Regions from separate parts of the Mus musculus genome. Here region 1 is linked to region 2. Evidence: chromatin contacts called from public promoter capture Hi-C data. All regions are on one chromosome and are shown on one strand. The core of a region is the stretch at or near the end of the contact, and the rest is flanking DNA. Distances in the headings are between cores, read along the strand shown.

Evidence for each region. Promoter capture Hi-C pulls out the DNA fragments that hold promoters and counts their contacts.
Region 1: a contact with region 2 is called in a promoter capture Hi-C map of pre-B cells, with 4 times the contacts expected there. The contact joins the promoter of Tdp2 here to the promoter of Trim27 in region 2.

The regions. Positions count from the first base shown.
Region 1 is chr13:24,830,361-24,833,060 of GRCm38.p6, forward strand. It overlaps Tdp2 (tyrosyl-DNA phosphodiesterase 2), which reads left to right and starts at 1,299. Exons shown (of 7, transcript NM_019551.2): 1 at 1,299-1,569; 2 at 1,650-1,735. The coding sequence starts at 1,372. Acot13 (acyl-CoA thioesterase 13) reads right to left here and starts at 1,129. Exons shown (of 3, transcript NM_025790.2): 1 at 866-1,129. The coding sequence starts at 946.
Region 2 is chr13:21,178,670-21,181,369 of GRCm38.p6, forward strand. It overlaps Trim27 (tripartite motif-containing 27), which reads left to right and starts at 1,262. Exons shown (of 8, transcript NM_009054.3): 1 at 1,262-2,245. The coding sequence starts at 1,826.

The sequences.
Region 1 (2,700 bases), core at 49-2,548, 3.7 Mb after region 2:
TTCTAAAAGTCACTGTCAAATGCTGTCCTTAGTTTTGAAATATTTCCTATTGGAAAACATTAAATATATTTACCTAAGGGTTATTTCCTATTTTTTTGACACTTTATGAACATAGTTAAAAAATTCTAAGAGGGGGCGTGTTCAGGAAAAAGATTTCAAATGCCTGTTGTTGACCAAAATTTATATTTCATGCCCAAATTCTTTTTAAATTTCCAAGTATTTTTTCTTAATCAGAAAAATAGACATGCGTGCATTAAAACATTTATTAAAAAGTCTGCAGCAAGTTCTAAGGTTAAGTGTCTTTCTACTCTGACAATACCACGCACTGGACTTCTGCTACGGATATTTATTAAGGATTGCTTCCTATAGAACACAATGTCTATAAAGTCTGGAAAACAGTAGTCTACGTTAGTTCATGTGGAATGGCAGGGTGCAGGCACTGGTCCTGGTTAACTCTGTAGACTCCCAGGCCAGCCTGGACTACAAGGGTTCTCAGCCAACAAACGTTACATAGTTACATAGACCTAGTTACAAAGACCTAGTCTCAAAAGCAAGAAATACAACACACGTACAGGTGGTTCTCGCATTCACTTCCGTACCTCAAACCTCCTTGACTCTTAAGAAACAATTCCTATATACTAGCCCTGCAGGCTCCAGCGTCCCTTAAATGGTACGCTGACATTTTTTCTCCACACACTCCAACAGTTTGCTGGTTAAAAAAAAAACAAAAAACAAAAAACCAAACATGCTTATTTACGTTTCGATGAGAATCCACGCCACGCACTTCCCCTGCGTTTGCGAGGCCACTAAGGTGTTTTACTAGGTTCGTCCCCTTCACCAGATACTTCGCCTACAATAAATATACCTTTTCCAAAACTCTATCAAAACCGGGAACTTTGAACATAACCTTCATTACTTCTCGTAGGTTCTGGGTCATGCTGCTCATCGTGGACGCAAAGCAAGAGTCTGGGCTCTGCGAGAATGAACTCTGGAAGAGACGTTTGTGAGAGGACAAGGGTGTGGAAGGTCAAGTCTGCAAGCCCGGCCGCTGTCGCGTCGTGCTCGGGAGAAAGGATCGCGCGCCCCGGTCGCCCTGGTCCTAGATGATCACGGGTTACCTTCACTCTTTAGCGCCCCAGCGCGCACGCGCAACCTTCAGGCCTCCTCGGCCCCTCCTTCCCCTCCCCTCCCCCTCCCCCTCCCCATCTGCGCCTCGCTGGCCGCGGACGGGGACCAGAGAGGGCGGTCTTCTTGCCGGAAGGTTGACGCGGACGCGCTTGCACGCTGCGCGCCTGCGCAGGTTCCGGCGTTCGCGATCAGTCGCGCGGGAAGCAGCGTGAAGAGCGGGTGTTTTGAGGGGACCCTGCGGCGATGGCGTCTGGCAGCAGTTCCGATGCGGCGGAGCCCGCAGGGCCGGCAGGGCGGGCGGCGTCGGCGCCCGAAGCAGCACAGGCGGAGGAGGACCGGGTGAAGAGGCGGCGGCTTCAGTGCCTGGGCTTTGCGTTGGTGGGGGGATGCGACCCCACGATGGTCCCCAGCGTCCTGCGGGAGAACGACTGGCAGACGCAGGTCAGTTCGCGTCTCTCGCTTCCGCCGCTCTCCCCCGGGAGGCGGGGCGCGCCCTGCAGCCTTGTGCCTTTGCTTTTCAGAAAGCCCTGAGCGCCTACTTCGAGCTGCCAGAGAACGACCAAGGGTGGCCGCGCCAGCCTCCCACGTCCTTCAAGTCCGAGGCCTAGTAAGCGACGGGGGTCGCGGGCTGCTCGCCGAGGGCGGGGAGGGACCGCCTGCTGGGCTTGGGCGTCCGAGGACCGGGACCTGGAAAAGGGCGGCCGGCGCCCCAGAGCTGGAAATCTCAGGGAATGCTTCCGAGGATGCAGGGTCACTTCCCAGCGGGACTTGTCTTTGTTGTTTTGGGACGAGTCTCACTGTGTAGCGCTTGGCTGGCCTGGAACTCGTCGTTATTTGAACCAAGCTGGCCTCGAACTCAGATCAGCTTGCTTCTGCCCTCTCAGTGCTGGCACGTTGAAGGCACATACTAGAACTGGCTTCCAACGTGATTTATTTTATTTTATTTTATCTTATTTCTTAAACCTGAAGATTATTTTATGTATTTTGAGGCAGAACCTCACCCTTTATCCCTGGCTGGCCTGAGCTTGGTGTGTAGACTAGGTTGGCCTCAAACACAGATCTACCTGCCTCAGAATCGAATGGGCTGGATTTAGAGTGCCCACCACCACACTGGGATGGAATTTTTGTTTAATGTTACCGTTATTTGTTCTTTTTCGAGACAGAGGCTTGCAATAATCCTGACCTCCAGCTCTCTTCCAGCCTCCCTTTTGCTAGCATTGCATCTGATTCCAGCACTCCCTACCCGAACTTTTTATTTGAGCCATATATGTCCAGGCTGACTTGGAACTCCTTTGTGGTCAAGGCTTGCCTTCCATTGGCCCAGTACTGGGATTAAAGGTTTGTGAAACCCTGGCTACTGAAATACACTTACTGACCTGAAATATTGGTGATATGTAAACTGAAGATTAGAAAAAAAACAGAGGTAGAGATTTTCTCCTGAAGAATGGTAACCTGTAAGTCTCCTTGTTTCTGCATAGTTTATCTGCTCTCCTCTTGCCAAAGAACGATAGTTTTTCTTTTGAGACAGGTTTGTTTCAAGTTTGATTAGTTTGGCACAAGTTTGTGTGTAGT
Region 2 (2,700 bases), core at 12-2,511:
CAGTTTTGTAGCAGAGTAGACTACAGTGTAGCCTAGGACAAATATTCTACCATTTACTGGAAGTGTGCTGAGTTGTTTTGAGCCTGGAGTTTCAAAGAGCAGGTGGGGAGAATGGAGGTTTGGATGAGCGAGACTTGTTAAGTACCTCGGATTTCTTGTCCCATAGGGAAGAATCAAGCAGAATCCAGTGAAGTGATGGCCTGGATACAGAAATTCCCTGTTGCTCAAACACAAGGGCAGGCACGGAGTCAATCCCAAAGGAGAGTAGGAAAGGCCATGGCATAAGTGACAGCGCACAGAACTGAAAACCTATTCTGTGATAAGAAACCAGGCTACAAGACCTCCTCCGGTCATCACAGGACTCTCGATTGGGCAGAAACAAGCAAGTTTTAGGTTCTACTCAATGTCATTCGATGTACTGGGTGCTTCATTTAAACTAGCGGATAAAGATCTTTATGCTCAAGCTGTGGTTTGTTTGTTTGTTTGTTTGTTTGTTTAAAAAGGTGTAACTCCTTGATGGGGAAAATTCCTGAAAGCAATAGGGTATGGGAGCTCAAGGAGGGCACTGAACTAGATTGCTGGGAGTAAGAACTTATTAGAAGAGTTATTAACGTCATGGGCAGAAGGACAACACTACAGTGGACAATCAGAATTTTTGGCCCCAGCGCCGCAGGGCCCAGGCTGGAGGTGAGGGGTGGGGGTGGGGGTGGGGGTGGGGGAGTGTTCTGAGAATGAGGCCCACGTGGCAGAATCCGGGTTGTTTCTTCGAGGGTCTCATAGGAACCCACAGCCACGTAGGTTCCTCAGCAGGTGGCAGGGAAGACGAGAGAGAAGTGTGTCGCCAGGCAGCCCTTTGACACGTCGGGTCTGGCTACTCACTTGAGGAAGTGAGACACTGGGCACCTGAGGAGCCTGAGAAGAAGTTAGGGACTCACAAGCGGGCTCTCGGTGGGGTGGCTCCCTAGTAACGGTAGAGCTAGGGAGATGGGGGAGGACTTCATGGTCTGGTCAGCACTCTGGTCGGGATTCGATCGGTCCCCATTTCACACGAGAAGAAAATGAGGCTCGGAACGATAAACCGATTTACTTTAGGGTGGAGATAGAACTGGGCTTCTCCGTTTCTGCCCCTGAGAAAAGTTGCTGATGATTAAACCCTTTTCTAGCGATTGTTAACGCCTGGAGCTGGGTGTGTCACACTGGGAGGGGCCTAGCTGGTCTCCCCGCCCAGCTTTCCGGCATTTATGCAAAGCCATCTTACTTTTAAAGGAGCCGAGGCCTAGCCACTAAGAGGAAACTCAGCAGAAGACTACGGGCCCACAGACGCTTGGAGTGACCCGACGCCACTGCCAGGGGACACTCTGCTCCCACTGCACGCGACAGCCACGACCGACTCCCGGGCTGGGTGCCGGGGACCCAGGACTGTGCAGAGGAAACCCGCTTTCCCGCCCCGAGAGAGCAGAGCGGCGCGGGAAGCCAGGCCCCGCCCCCGGCCCACCTCTTCCGCTCGGCCCTGAGGAGTCTGCGCGGCCGCGGGACCCCTTCCGACGCGGCCACGTTGCCCGGTGAGCCAGCCCGCGGCGCCCGGTTCCCGACTCCCCTCGGCTCGGCTCTCAGCCGGGCTCCGGGGCCCAGGCCTCCTCCCCGTGCTGTCGGTGAGGAGCAGCTGTGCGGGGACGGGTCTGGCCGCCCGAGAGCTCCGCGCGCGTCTGCGATCCCCGCGCCGGAGGCCCCGCCCCGCTCCGGAGCCGAGAAGCGGAGCGAGCGCGCTGAGCTCCGACAGAGCTCGGCTCCGGGCTCATGCCCTGCGGCCCAGCCGGCCCGCGCCATGGCCTCCGGGAGCGTGGCCGAGTGCCTGCAGCAGGAGACCACCTGCCCCGTGTGCCTTCAGTACTTCGTGGAGCCTATGATGCTCGACTGCGGCCACAACATCTGTTGCGCGTGCCTGGCCCGCTGCTGGGGTGCCGCGGAGACTAACGTGTCGTGTCCGCAGTGCCGGGAGACCTTCCCGCAGCGCCACATGCGACCCAACCGGCACCTGGCCAACGTGACCCAGCTGGTGAAGCAGCTGCGCACCGAGCGGCCGTCGGGGCCCGGCGGCGAGATGGGCGTGTGCGAGAAGCACCGGGAGCCTCTGAAGCTGTACTGCGAGCAGGACCAGATGCCCATCTGCGTGGTGTGCGACCGCTCGCGCGAGCACCGCGGCCACAGCGTGCTGCCCCTGGAGGAGGCGGTGGAGGGCTTCAAGGTAGGGCCGGGCCGGCGGACAAAGGGGCGAGCCGGGGGCTTCCTGGTTTGATACCGAGAAAATGGCGAGCCGGACGTGGGGCCCACCGCCGTCATTTCCTCCCTGTCGGCTGCGGAGCCTCCGCACTCAGACTGGGAAGGAGAACCTGTAGCTGGCGAGGCCAGGAGCACCCCCACCCCCACCCCGAGCGCCCCTGCTAACCGCCTCTACGCGTGCCGCGACTGGGACGGCGCGAGGAGACCCTCCCTTGACAAAGGAGATGCACATGGAGCCAAGTACACTTCCATAGGCCTTGAACGCCTCGAACTCGCTCTGACCCAGGATACCAAGCCAGACAGTCACTGTTGGCTGGCTGAATTCACATCGAGCAGTGCCCATCACTTAATCTGTGTCCCCAGCACTTCCCTGTAAACCTGTTTTAGAACTGAATGGAAATGAACAGAGCTTTTTACTGC